3 separate regions of the Mus musculus genome follow, and all the other regions are linked to region 2. Evidence: chromatin contacts called from public Hi-C and HiChIP or PLAC-seq data. All regions are on one chromosome and are shown on one strand. Each heading gives the region's core, a stretch centred on a gene start, on an enhancer-like site or on the middle of the called end of the contact. The rest is flanking DNA. Distances are from core to core; before and after follow the strand shown. Region 1 overlaps Aig1 (androgen-induced 1). Region 2 holds the start of Adat2 (adenosine deaminase, tRNA-specific 2). Region 3 overlaps Phactr2 (phosphatase and actin regulator 2).

Region 1 (5,040 bases), core at 128-2,627, 130 kb before region 2:
TCCTCAGACGCATGTATGCCTGCCTGCCGTGGTTCCCTCTTAGTTGCTCCAATACTTGAGACACAAGTATTCTGTCCACTTCTGAGGCGCTCTTAACTCCCTTCCCACACACCCCCCTCCACCACCACCCCCTACACATTTCTCTGTAGCCTTTTCTAAAACGCTGAGCGTGCGCTGGGAGCCCTTGGTCTACAGCAGAATGATGAGTATCATGGATCATGGTACTGCTCCTTGGAGACAGATGCTATGCTGTTACACGCTTTTCAAATGCTCTTTTATTACCTTCAGATCACTCTGCAGTAAGGCAAGCATTTCTTACCCATTTTACAGAGAAGGAATAAAAGCTCACAGAGGATGGATAGCTTGCCTGAGACACACTAATAGCCTATTACCAAAGTGATAGTGCAAGCTCATGTACATGGGCTCAGAGTCCACAGTTAACTATGCCCCTGCTGCCTCCTGTGTCAGTAGTCCTGCGGCTGAATTTATTATGGAAAGTTTTGTTTTTCTATGTATTTTGAAGAAAACATCAAGTGTGGTCAGGTCTGGGGATTAAGACCCTTTCCTGGGTTGGGGCCCCAGCTTCTCCCACTTCACCTTTTTGAGCCCCTGCTTTCTTGGGTTGAAGTTATGGAAAAGGACGGAATGAGTCCGCGGGGGCTGGGAGGACCCCGTGCTTTCCTGCAGAGCCCACAGTCCAAGGCCTCCATCCCAGTAGAAACTCATTTGGTGCAGTCAGGTCTCAGAAGCTCCTCGGCACACAGCAATGAAAGCTCCGATGTTTTCTTCTTCAGGATTTGAGCATTCCAGTTAGGGTGCTGAGTTCTTCCCCTCACTGTGTGACTCACTTCCCTCATTCACACAGTCTGTACTTTAGAAATCAAAAACAACTCTGAGGAACATGAAAATCTGCCATTTATTGTCTCACAGCCCTGATGCTTTAAGACAGATTCCATATTCCGAATCTCATTATCCCAAATGTGTTCATTAAACAACTTCACAACATTAAAAAAAAAAAAAAAAAGTTAACTCAGACGTCAGTGTGATTTCCCTTTTACGATCCAGTCCCAAATGGTTTCAGGTCTGAAGTCTACGTCCCACCGAAGTCAGCCACAGACTCCTGGGATCCTCCTTGTTTTTCTTGTTGCCACCTTTCCGTGTCTTCTCAAGCTCCCGCTGAAATGAAAGCAGGAGCTTTCTCCTTACCTGCATTATCTTCAGACACACTGAAGATTTTTGACAAAAAGATGTACTGTAAAAAATAATCTTCTTAGACATGAGAAAAAATTAGAATGAAGGTGGAAATCTAGATCATATTAAAGTCCCACTCAATAGAATGCCTCCTCACCAGCTGAGTCAACCTTTACTGTCATCATTAGAAGGTTTCATTTCCTCCTGCTCGACCTGAGCCTTTTATTCCCCCCATAGTGGCCTCTCCTGTTGACTTTTATGTCTTTTATAGTACTTTTGGGTTTGGGGGGACTGTTTTGTTACGTTTTTCAGATTTTCCGGTAGTAGAGTCCAGGGTTCAAGCCAAAAGTGTGATACCTTGGCTAGTGAAGAGGTAGCTAAGGACTCCCTTCCCACCGTCAAAGCAGCTCACTCTCCTCCAAGGCCCTCTCCCCAGCTCTCCCAGCCTAGACTGGTAAGGGGCAGTGAGTGCCCTTGCTACTTGACTATGAGTTCTGTGGAGCCTCCTGAGAAGGAGGTACCTCTCCATACTCATAAAGGCAAGCACTGGAGAATCCTTGGTGACTGTTGATGCTGAGGCTGGAATGTGGTCTCAGGACCTTCTGTATGCCTCACAGCTGAGCCGGGAGGGATACAGCAAGTAAGGGAGGGGCAGCCGTGGGACAGGCCACTGTCCTTCCGTTTCTGTCCTGAAATAGATAAGCTGCAGAGGAAACTGCTTTACCAGAGGGAAGTCTGGCACTGAGGTATCTCCATGGCCCAATGACAAGTGAAACTTTGAGACAAGAATTTTCCAAGAGCAAGCAACCGAGTATGTACTGCCATAGTCAGAGGTCACGGGAACTTTGGTTTTTGCCTCCTCTAAAATGGGAACAAACATCTGCCTCTCAGAGTTGTGGAGACTAATGAACTCATAAGAAGAGTCCCTCATGAAAGTCTTTCATCTCTCTAAGCAGGAAAAATAAAAAGAATCCTGCATGTCTGCAGAGTCTCTTTCTCTTTCCCAAACAGCGTTTTTATTTTCATTCTATGTCCTGTTCTCATGGGCCTTGCTCCTCTTTCATGGTGATTGTCTCTCTGAATTCTCTATTGAGAATGTTGAAAGCATTTTTTTTTTTTTCTGAAACGTTCCTATGGTTCACGTATTAAGTTATTTCCAGAGCTCAGCTCTCCCTTGGGAGCCGAGAATGTCATTGCTTTCCCATTATCCCAATCTGCTCATTTTTTTTCACAAGTGCTTTGCCGAAAAAGCATTGTTTTCTTGGATTCTAACAAGAAGCCTGTGTGGACAACTGAGAATTTCCCACCTGACGGTGATTTGCCCCGGGTCCCTCACAGTGTTCACCAGTGTGCGGGTCACATGAGTTCCTTAGCTCTGCACGTGAACTAAGAAGGCCTGAGCATACTGTCCATGCCAATCCCCAGTACTGATTGTTCAGTTCCATCCTCTCCCACCCAAAAGGGCTGGTTCTCAGTTGCTCTCCGTGTCCCTGGAGAGCTAAGAATTAGAGGCGCTGTTGACCTTGCCTGCTCACAGATAACTTTCCCTGTGAGCCTTCCTCAGCCTCTCAGCTCCCTCCAACCATCCTGTCACTAAGGTTGCTTTCCCCTTGGCTTTCGGAATCACTGACTGAGTGGATGCTGCCGTCTCTTTGATGCAACCTGCATCTCTGTCTACCCCTCTCCCTCATTCCCCTTATGCCTTTCACCTTTTATTTCAGGACAAGGAAGGGATCTAACTGGCCACCTCTGCAAACATTTTTTTTAGTGCCCATTTTCTCCTCCCCGGCAGGGAGTCTCCAAACCTGTGCTCAGCACATACCCCCTCCACCCAAACTACTCTGTAACCTTCCACTGATGACCTCATTCCTTGATGACTTTAGTCTCCCTTCTAGACGCTTCCAGTCAATATCTGAACCCATTTCTTGACTCTGCCTTACAAACACTGCTCTTGTACGAACAGTCCCTGGGCACCTACCTGCTGCCCAGTGTGTCACAGCTGAGCTGCTCTCACGACTTCCCTACACCATATTGTATCCATTCTCACATTCATGTTTAAAAGTCAGGACACAGGGCCTGGAGAGATGGCTCAGCGGTTAAGAGCACGAACTGTTGTTCCAGAGGTCCTGAGTTCAATTCCCAGCAACCACATGGTGGCTCACAACCATCCATAATGGGATCTGATGCCCTCTTCTGGTGTGTCTGAAGAGAGCAAAAGTGTACTTATGCATAAAATAAATAAATAAATCTTTAAAAGGAAAAAAAAAAACAGTCAGGACACTGTACTGTTTGGAGAATGAACTCCTGACTCTGACTGGCTGAGCCTGAGTCATGTTCCTAATGTATGACTTGGGATAGTCATGTGACCCCTCTCTGTCTCATTCTTCTTATCTGTAGACTAGATGATTAATAGTACCCATCACCCTCAAAAGACTGTTGGATCACTATGATAATATTAATGTTCAGCTTTGCATATGCCCAGAGTACATATTGTTACTATTATTAGCCCACCTCAGTGTGGCTTAACTGTTCATTAGCAAAACCTGTACAGATGTCACAAGACATCACCAGTGACTTTTGTTCATTGAAGTTGCACATGCTTTGTAGGATCTCTATTGTTGCATTATCCCTACTTTTCAAAACACCGTCTTCCTGTAACTTCAGGACTCTTGTCAGTCTTCCCACGAATATCTCCCATGTCCGAGGATCATGGCAATCTCTCTTAGTTTCTTTGTGGTCTTTTTCCATCTACACAAAACCCCATATTGGAGTTCTTCAGTGCCCAGTGCCAGCTCCTTCACTCTCCCTGAGTCATCCCGTCTCTTCTGTGATCATCAGTTCAGAAACTCTCCTAAGCATATGTTATATCTACTCATTTAGCAATTACAAAACCGCCTCTGGCCATACCTAAATTCCCTATCCCATGCACCAACTTGCACCCCCTCCCCCAGCCCCAACATCATCAGCCATCCATTACTCATACCAGAAACACACCAGACATCCTGAAGTCATCTTTCCGGTGTCAACAACAGGCCACCAGTTGCTCAGACTTGTGCTTCCGAGGCATCTTCAGAAGCTTCACACTTCACTCTGCCTCCGGGGTTCAAACTATGATCCGAGCTCCAGAAGTGTCGCCTGAGCTATAGCATGAAGCTCCCACCCCCTGCCATCCCCCTGTCTGTCCACAGACGGTTTTTTAAAAAAATGATCTGAGTGTATAGACATCTCTTTGCCTCTATGGATTGAGTCCAAAATTCCTTACACCCTTTAGGCTACTCTTCATTACCTGGCCCTGCTGACGCTCTGGCCTCCTCCTCCTCTTCTTCCTCTTCTTCCTCCTCCCCCTCCTCCCCCCCTCCTCTTTCCTTAGTTCTCCAGCCACAATACTATCCACCTGCAGCCACTCTGTCAATCACAGTAAGTGCCCCTCATCTCTGAAGCTTTCCCTTGCTCCATATTCCATGGAGCTCACTTCTCCCAATGTAGGTCTGCCGTTGTCACCCGTCGATCAGGCTCCAATCCCTGCATCTTGTTTTCAGGGAGCTTTCCTTCTCTCATGCCCCTTATTTGGTTCAGTTTTTCTGTGGGGCATTATTGTCAGCTTTTTTGCAATTCCATCAGGGGACTTCAAAACTAGCTAGAGTCATGGGGTCTTGATTTTTGTTTCAATACTTGTTCTCAAAGTCCCCTCCCTTCGCTGTCCAGAGTAAAAATCTGTACCTGAAACCTTAAAGAAAATAGACACCCTCCTGTCTACAGGTCCTAAGTGTTGATAATCTTTAGACATGGCAACAGTCAGAATAGTACAGAAAATAGGCTTACATTAGCTTAGTGAGAGAAATCGCGATG
Region 2 (4,433 bases), core at 275-2,774:
TCAAATAGGTCTAACTGTTTAGATGGATTTGAACTTAAGAAGCTGGCCTTCTTTGGAAGAGGCCAAAGCTCTGCCACTGAAATGGTGACTTGATCTTCCTTAAACCAACAAATTCTCAACTCGACAACTGATGAACAAAGGCTCTCTTCTTCCCACCCCGAGCTCTGAGAAAGATGACCAAAAAAAAAAAAAAAAAAAAAAAAGATGTTAATTAAAAAATTAAAAGAATGCATTATGCCATTTGTCTGGGGGCGTGGGGTGGAAAACATGTTTCTGTCTTCTAGATTTTAATTTCTTATGAAGGTGAACTTCTGTAACCATTAGAATAAAAAGGTGAGATATTTTAATTTTGTAAAAGAATAAACAAAAATAATATCCCCACACCAAAGGCTGAGCTCAGTTTTAAGGCCTTTACAATGCTGTAAACAAATTGGTGTTCCATGTTCACAGAATGAAAACCCAGCATCAAACTGTGTATACATACATAGTTTGTATGTATATCCCTGCCACAAACGTCTATCCCTGCCACACATCGATATGGGTAATAAGCTTGGGAAAACATGTAAAAATACGACCAGAGCTCTCCATGATGAGCAATCTATAAGAATCGCAGGAAGGAAGGGAATACAAGGGCAGAGAAAAGTATCGTAGAAAGAGTAGACACATCATCGGTGAGGATTGTACCAGGACACGTTTTGATATGACCCTTTACAGAAACATCAGCTTCCTCCCATTATATGGGAGCAAGCCATAAAATAATGTGGCTTTATGGATTTGAAAGTATGTGTCCACATGGGAAGGAAGATAGGCAGGTAGGGAGCACACATCCCCAGGCGGCAGATAAGACTCCCTGTAATACATCAATCGAACCGTTTCTGTATTTTCCCTTCACCCCAATTACTATGAGACAAAGCTAAAGAAAAATTCCCCCTAGAATAAAACAAGTTGCTGCTTCAGGTATTTTCAGACATGATAGATAGCGCGCCCGGCACATTTGCTCAACTACTCTGGTCAGGATATGGCCGGGAGAAAGTTTGCGCTCTCAGCATCCACCTGCCCGATTCCTCACCATTCGCATCGCCTCCTCCATCCACTTTTCCGTCTCCTGTACGGACACCACGCACGGGCCGTCTGGAGTAGTGGTGGACTCCACCTTCTCCTCCATACCTCCGCCGCTCAGAGACTCCGGGCCGAGGGACGAGAGAAGAGAGGACAGCGGAACGCGGCGGGAGCGGACCTTGCTTCCAGGAGGACGGGAAAAGACGAGGCACCCGGGAGCTATTTGCGGACGGACCCAGGCGTCCCGGATCAGTAAGCGGCGGCTGGGGGACCGAAAGCGTCGCTGCTCCGCTCTAGTCCACGCCCCCTTCCTCCGCTTAAGCCACAACCTCTGCTCAGAGAAACGTCTGTGGTTTCTGGAGAGCACCTAGCGCCGCCACCGCGCTGCTGCCGGAGGTCCAGGCCAGGTGGACGGAAGACACGGTGAGCCAGCCCCTCTCCCCTAGGCAACCCACACAACACGGGGTCTGGAGATGCTGAGATCAATGTGGAATTTTCTGAAACGTCACAAAAAGAAATGCATCTTCCTGGGCACAGTCCTCGGAGGTGAGTGACAACATGCTTTTTAGAAGGGGCCATTGGCAGAAAGGAGTGACAGAGGTGACTTATAAAAACAGGCAGGGCCCACTGATACCAAACTGGGATTTGTCGAAGGGATTGGCTCAACCGTCAAAGAAGAACCTCTAAAGTTCTTTTATCTGGATCTCTGTGCCCTTTGCCCCTCACTCTGCCCCCGTCCTTTTTCTCCCCATGGGCCTTCAAGAGTCTACCCCAATGAAGTTTCTTTTCAAAGCACTATTCTCGTATAGATAGATACATTTGCCTTCCAATTTTCTTCTTTTGCTTTCCTGTTAGATTTTCATTCTGTTTGTCAACTCTGCTTTCAACCTTTCACACGAGTTTCGAAATATTCTAGGGCCATTATCTTAAGTCTGCTCTTTGAGGTGGTGTTTAAAGGTAAACCGAAAACAGCATGTTGCTGTAAAATATACAGCAGATAATTTCTGTTCTCCAATTGTAAAGTACAAACTATATATCAACACAGTGCTTATTCTGCAGTGTTGTCAGGACTGGCAAGGTTGTGGTCATGATCCATTTTGGTGATATAGTTGAGTTCACTGGCTGAGAGGAAAGTTAGAAACAGGATAAAAATCTTGATGCTGGAATTGTAACTTTGTGGTAGAGTGCTTGCCTAGGCTGACTGCATTGGGTCCCAGGGAAGGAGCAACACACACACACACACACACACACACTGCTTTAAACCCTTTGTCTTGGAAAGACAACCCTCAGTTAATAATTATGGGATTTTAAGAAGGGAATCTTTTGAACAACACAAAAAGGGAGTTTAAAAGAATTTTTAAAACTTGAGTTTTAAGAACTGTTACCACTATCCTCTGATCTATGTGTGTGTGTGTATAAATATATCATAATATGACTTAAAATATTAGGACATTTGTAAAACAGTAACCACATTCTGCATATCTCTGAGGTATAGCACAAATGAATAATAGTTCATATTTTATAGGAAATACTTTATAGATACAATGTGTTTTATATTACCTCCAGTCTCTAATATCTAAGGTATATAAATTGTACCAATATTATAGAATACATATGCTAAAGATAAAGTTGTCATGGAAGACGTATAAAGAAAAATTTTTGCTCTACCTAAGGGAAGAAAATTGTCTCTAGCAATTTCAGAGGGAAAAGCCTAACCCTTACAGTTTATGAAATACTTAATGGCAGATCAGAAATAATCATAGGAGAAATTAAAGAGTATATGCATATAGTAATAGGTTTTTTTTGAAACGATATTGAGAGTTTTATATTTGGAGATGAAGAGGAAGGAAAAAACTGGGTGTGGTGGCACACACTCTTAATCCCAGCACTCGGAAGCAGAGACAGGCAGCTCTCTGAGTTGGAGGTAAGGTCCAGAACACCCAGAGCTTCATATTGAGACCCTGTCTCAAAAAACAAAAGACATACAAACAGAAAACAAAACAACAACAAAAGGGAGGGGGAAGAGATTCAAAGGTATAATCGAAGCACTATTGCTTTTTTAGCAAAACAAAAAGTCTTAAAAGAGTTGAATCTGGCCGGGTGTGGTGGTGCACGCCTTTAATCCCAGCACTCCGGAGGCAGAGACAGGCGGATTTCTGAGTTCGAGGCCAGCCTGGTCTACAAAGTGAGTTCCAGGACAGCCAGGGCTATACAGAGAAACACTGTCTCAGAAAATAAAAAAAAAGAGTTGAACCTGAGCGGGGCAGTGATGGTGCACACCTTTAATCCCAGCACTTGGAAGGCAGAGGCAGGTAAATTTCTGAGTTTGAGGCCAGCCTGGTCTTCAGAGTGAGTTCCAGGACAGCCAGGGCTACACAGAGAAACCCTGTCTCGAAAAAAAAAAAAAAAAAAAAGAGTTGAACTTACCTAGTTTTATTTGTAAGAGTTCATATTTTTTCTGTATTGTAAGAAAATTCCTATCTTACATTTTAAGAAATATGAAATATTTATTAAGTGATTATACTATTGTGACCGGTATGATTAAATAGGTATAATTTATATATATTTTAATCACATATATGTACTAGGGACCCACCATATGTTAAACAGCATACTAAGTCCTTTCCAACCTCTGGAAATGGCAGCAGTATAGTTACTATTAGGCCATTGTAAAATTGAGAAACTAGAGTCCCTAGACTTTAAGAAACTTGCTAAAGGTTTGAGTTATTAACAAGGAAATAAGAATTCAACCCCAAGTGTGTTAGATCCCAATGCATATTATCATCCCATACTCTACACTCTGCCTCAGTGGGTTCTTTATGTTTTAAGAATGAAGAAATAAGTGAAATACTGTTACTAGACCGTGATAGAGTTGAATACAGAGCCTAGTGGTACGCAGCAGCATGGAGTTGTATAAAATGAGGCAGATTTCACAAGAGGAGTTGCATATTTTGAAAGCTGAGTAAGGTGTTATTATGTATGATCAAAGAGTTAGATATTTAATGCTGGAAAAACACAACAAGCAGAACTTTGGGTTGTGTGGCTTCTAAAGTCAGACTTTCTAGTTCCTACCCTTTAGATGGTAATTGCTGTGTGTCCATTTACTCCACTTGACCATTGAGGCTGGAGAAGAGCAGTGGTTCTCAAACTGTCTGATGGGAAAGAGTGTAGAGTGCCAGTGACAACATTTCAGTATGACACAAATATTGTGGACCTCATAGATCTCCAACAGACTCCAGGGAGGTCCAGACCATACTTTGAAAACCACTGGACAAGAGAAAGTGTCACGGAACAGAGGAGCTAGACTCAATCGCTGAGTTCTTAAAAGCACAGAACACTGAGTTATATCTTAAGCCTTGGAATTTTTAACCTCG
Region 3 (4,622 bases), core at 863-3,362, 240 kb after region 2:
ACAAAGCTCCACATTAAAAGTAACTTAGGAGTCAAAATGCTGAAAGATTTATGGGACCAGTTGAGACATAGGCATGTTGTAGAAAAGCTAGTTAGGGCCTAGAGAGAGAGGGCTCTGTGGGTAAAAAGCATACGCTGCCCAGGTATGAGGATCTGAGTTTGAACCAGAACCAGAACCTATATAAAACCCTGACCTGTAGTGTGAACACGGCTGTCTTTGACCTCTACACTTGTGCAGTGGCTCACTACACCCATGCCTATCCCATGAATGTACATGTGCAGATGTGTGCACGTGCACGCACACACACACACAGACACACAGACACACAGAATCATTTTCAAAAGATTCTAAAAGTACTTTTTAAATGATGATCATCATGGTAAGTACCAAAATATGAAAAGTAATGTTCAAAGGAACTGATGCTTCTTGGAGGTATTGCGACCACCATGGCCTTTCCTCATTTAGACATGATCAAAGTCAAGGTTTCCATGGAAGCTGTCTGAGCTGAACATCCCAGAAGACACATTGACCCAGAGCCAGTATTACCTTTCATCCGTAAGCGTGGACTCCAAGTTAGACGTTTGATACTCTTGCTTCTACTTGGCCTTGTTTATCTAATGGAGATAGCTGAAGTGCCACAGGTACTGATGCGACCAAGTTAAATCTTCCCCCAAGATTTAACTTCTTTCTCACTTTGAGTGTTTTTTAGTTTTTATTTTGGGGTTTTTTGTTTATCTGTCTGTCTATTTGTTTGTTTTTCCTAGGCAGAGTATCACTATGTAGTGTTAGCTGTCCTGGAACTATGTAGACCAGGCTGGCCTCAAACACAGAGATCTGCCTGCCTCTAGTTCTTTAGTGCTGGGATTAAAGGCATGTGCCACCAAGCCCCCAGCTTTTCTCTCTCACTTTTTTTTTAAAGATTTATTTTATTTATTTTATGTAAGTACACTGTAGCTGTCTTCAGACACCAAAAGAGGGAATCAGATCTTGTTACAGATGGTTGTGAGCCACCATGTGGTTGCTGGGATTTGAACTCAGGACCTCTGGAAGAGCAGTCAGTGCTCTTAACCGCTGAGCCATCTCTCCAGCTCCTCTCTCACTTTTAAAGATAGAAAACAATCAGAAATGTGGTTATCACTTCCTCTACCCTGGTACCTAGCTCATCAGATCTGGCTATGGGTGGTGTCAAATATTTATAGTTTGAATTGATTTGATCTCCAGCAGTCTGAAACCACAATAACCAGCAGACAAGTCCAGCTTTAACTTCTTACCTGATGCAGTAAGAAAGGCAATAAGCTTTCATTGTCAGTTCTGTGACTTAAGCCTCTTTAGTTCCAATAGAGGGGAAGAAAACGTTACATGCTTTCTTTGGAGTCCTTCAGTGTTAACAGGCAACTGCTGGCTTCTATTCTTAGGAGGAAAAAAAAAAAGATTAATATTTACTGAAGACTCAACTGATCTAAAAGTGATATTGAGGTAAAAAATAGCTTTAAAAAAACAAACACGCCCGTTCCTCTTCCATTCCCCCATCTGAAGCAGAGGGAACAAAAAAACCGAATAGCACTGTGGTGCGGTGGGAACGTGCAAATAGTGTTGCTTACCAAAAGGTTGCTCTGACCATTATCATTTATACTTATAAACTACCCTTCCACTTATTTTCATTTCGAGGGATGGAATATTTTTTTCCTATAATCCTCCTGGCAAGACTAACACTGCAGTCCTTAATCCTAAGGAAATGTGGGTTGCCAGAGAGAACTGAAGTGCTGTTTTGCTAAAGAGTATACTGGAAAGCTTTGCTGCTATATGCTTCATTGCAGATCCCTGCAAGCTAGCTTGGTTTATAAGGGGATATTAGAAGGCAGAAAAGAGTGGCCCTTTATCCAGTCAGTAGCTCCTGAACCAGTTATTTGTAAGGTGTTATGCTGAGCTGTGGGGAAGAAACCTACACAGACCTCGCCTACAAGATGCTTAATGGAGCTATAGAGAAATGAGACCAGAAGAGAGGGCGTTGCTAGTGGTCTGGATACAAAAATCAGGGTCAGGGCCAAAGCAGTATCTAATCAGAGCAAGGGTGGGGGCGTGGGGTTCCCAAGTGGGAACCACTAAAGACATCTTTTGTTTAACCAGAGAAATTGTTACAGTATTGCTTTGCTTGAGGCGTGTGCCTGCTGCCTTCTGTATAGTATAGGTTTCACAGGGACAAACTGAAGGCTGGACCAACACCAGGCAGGCAAGAGTAACCCAGCAATGAGACGCTTGATCCTCAGGGGGTCTGGAGAAGGGGGCAAGAGGATGTCACCCATTTGAAAGCCACTTCACAGTGAGGGTGCCATGCCTATTTGACAAGGTTGCTTGACTACTTCATGGACATATAAAACACCTAAACAGAAGGCTTGATTTTACACTCCACACCAGCGCTTCCCTTGACTTGCTGAATTTCTTTAAGTCACAAGCCTAGGGGTGGTCATCCTTCCGAGTCTCCATCCAAAACCATCCCAGCCGGTAGTTTTCATTCTGCGTCTACCGCCACCTTCCAAGCCCTAGCCTGCTACTGCCTGGATAACTGCAGCAGATCCTTTCTCTGCAGTTGGTTTGATGTTTGACAGCTAAAGCCATTTTTCAAAAGCATACTTCACGTTGCCGTCCATCTCAAAACGGTCCTGTTGTACTTAGAATGAAATCCAGACTTCTCCATCTGGCCCCCAAGGCTCCGCACAATGCTACGTGATATGTGCCCCTTCTGTCTGACCTCTCTCTTGGCCCTGAGGAGGGTCTCCCTCTGGTGCTTTTGCCGCTGCCATTCATTTTGTCCTCCCCACAGACCTTAGCAGCCATGGCTCCCACTGTAGGCTGTCATCACTGGCTCCGTAGTTTGATACCTGCATTCCAGAATCTTCGCAGAGATCCTCCCTGCCTATCCAGACTGGCCCACTGCTCCCACTCACAGCCCCCAGCTCCCTCACGGCTCCTAACACTCAGATGGCCTTGCTTCTGTGCATTTTTTCCGTGTCTCCTTTTCTCAGAGTAGTAGCTCCCCAAGCTGAAGGACATTCTCTCTCTCTCTCTTAATGTATTATTATTATTATTATTATTATTATTATTATTATTATTATATTTACATTTCAAATGTTACCCCCTTTCCTGGTTTCCCCTTCAAAAACCCCCTATCCCCGTCCCCCTCCCCCTGCTCACCAAGCCACCCACTCCCGCTTCCTGGACCTGGCATTCCCGTAGACTGGGGCATCAAGGAGCTGAAGAACATTCTCTTATGCAGCAGTTTATCTATCTTGTTTGTAGTTCTGTCCCTGACACAAAACCTCCCTGTGGACAAAATGAACAGCTGTTTTCGCCTGGCCATGTGTTCCCAGAGCGGTAGGAAGACATTTAGGAAGCAGCTAGGAAATTCAGAGTGATGTCTGTCCATCCTGCCCTGTGTACCTCTGGTGTCTCAACGGCACCCTTACGTTGATACTTACTCTGTGACTCAGTCTCCTGACCCCCCAGAGTGGAAACTAAACATGTGGGGGCCTTCCCTTCCTTGCCGCCACTTCAAGTGGTGTCTATTCTGTTCTCCCACTTCACCCTGCTCCCAGCAATCTTATTTGGACTTTCGGTTAGCTGAGGAGTCCATATAACTTGAATAAGTAAATAAATAGCCTAGTCACAGCTGACCTCTGCTTGCTTTCACTCTCTAGCATAGCATTTGTACCCCTCTTTTCATGTGCTGTGTCCTGAACTCTCACCCCACCCCAGTCTCTCATTAGGTCAATCTCTTCTCCCTCTATTTGAATATATAGGGCTCTCTCCAGTTTGCTCCGGAGGGGTTTCGTAGTAGGCCTTTGCCTCCTCTGTCCGATTCTCTCAGATGGCTGGATCCCATGTCATACCCTGTACATGGATCTTCTTCCTGGATCTGATCCTTTGATTTGGCAAAGCCCACAGATAGCATCTTGACGGAGGCTTATGGGACCTATGGGGGGGGGGGGGCGCGGTCTTGTGTTAGAGAATGCCTTTCCTTTGTTTCATGGTTGCTTGATAGCTTGGCTGGGACGTAGGGTAGCAAGAACAAACCTGCTGCAGTTAGCACAGATACCAGCCACCCTTCCAATCAGCTGTGACCATCATTTCCTCTTATGTAGAAAGACTTTAATTTTAGTTTTTGCAGATAGTGTTTGAACTTATTTCAAAAGGCCTTTTTTTCTCTCGGATGATTGTCACATGGAATCTCAACTTTGACCCTACTTATTGCAATGAACTTTAAAAAAAAAAACAATGTATGAAAGTTTAAAAGTCTTATGGATAAGTAGACTAACTTAATAAAAATGTTTGCTATACTGACATTTTAAGAAAGATTCTGTTTTGAGCTCTGTGTAGGCTTATTGTAACTTCCCTGCATTTTCTCAGGGTACTACTGCCTTGTCAGAGAGGCCAGGTCCTGATGCACAGTTGGCGTGTTACACCCTGAGGGGTGACATTTTATAAACTCGCCCAAGCATGCGATCCTCCCCCATGCTCAGTAGGAGCACGGGTTTCTTGTCTTCATGTTTAGATCCACTCCAGCTGAGTCTTCTAGTGAAGGGTCTCAGGGTGAGGGTTCAGTAACTTTCTGAAGACTTAAAGTG

What was found. A called contact is a pair of places that touch in the nucleus more often than the background predicts. HiChIP or PLAC-seq counts read pairs in DNA pulled down with a chosen protein or histone mark.
Region 1: an H3K4me3 HiChIP or PLAC-seq map of bone marrow-derived macrophages shows a contact between it and region 2, with 2.0 times the contacts expected there. The contact joins the enhancer-like site here to the promoter of Adat2 in region 2. A contact is called at or near these places in 3 of 39 promoter capture datasets (the 3T3-L1 cell line and 3T3-L1-derived adipocytes), 7 of 484 Hi-C or Micro-C datasets (3T3-L1-derived adipocytes, adipose-derived mesenchymal stem cells, cortical neurons and 4 more), 1 of 115 datasets of contacts at active chromatin or transcription factors (bone marrow-derived macrophages) and 1 of 9 other capture datasets (pancreatic islet).
Region 3: a Hi-C map of Sertoli cells shows a contact between it and region 2, with 2.3 times the contacts expected there. The contact joins the enhancer-like site here to the promoter of Adat2 in region 2. A contact is called at or near these places in 2 of 484 Hi-C or Micro-C datasets (Sertoli cells and embryonic stem cells) and 2 of 9 other capture datasets (adipose tissue and liver).

Annotation. Positions count from the first base shown.
Region 1 is chr10:13,683,173-13,688,212 of GRCm38.p6, reverse strand. All of the region lies in intron 4 of Aig1 (androgen-induced 1), which reads left to right. Among named protein-coding and RNA genes, the nearest start is that of Pex3, 130 kb to the right of the region's middle. Within about 2 kb of position 1,377, at least 44 of the 459 cell types and tissues checked have an H3K27ac peak or open chromatin away from gene starts, as enhancers often do. A contact at or near this core is called in bone marrow-derived macrophages and pre-megakaryocyte-erythroid progenitors, where this site is marked.
Region 2 is chr10:13,549,998-13,554,430 of GRCm38.p6, reverse strand. It overlaps Adat2 (adenosine deaminase, tRNA-specific 2), which reads right to left and starts at 1,524. Exons shown (of 6, transcript NM_025748.4): 1 at 1,070-1,524. The coding sequence starts at 1,165. It overlaps Pex3 (peroxisomal biogenesis factor 3), which reads left to right and starts at 1,289. Exons shown (of 12, transcript NM_019961.3): 1 at 1,289-1,605. The coding sequence starts at 1,533.
Region 3 is chr10:13,312,656-13,317,277 of GRCm38.p6, reverse strand. The region is part of intron 1 of Phactr2 (phosphatase and actin regulator 2); the gene reads left to right. Among named protein-coding and RNA genes, the nearest start is that of Gm46211, 89 kb to the right of the region's middle. Within about 2 kb of position 2,112, at least 13 of the 459 cell types and tissues checked have an H3K27ac peak or open chromatin away from gene starts, as enhancers often do. A contact at or near this core is called in Sertoli cells, where this site is marked.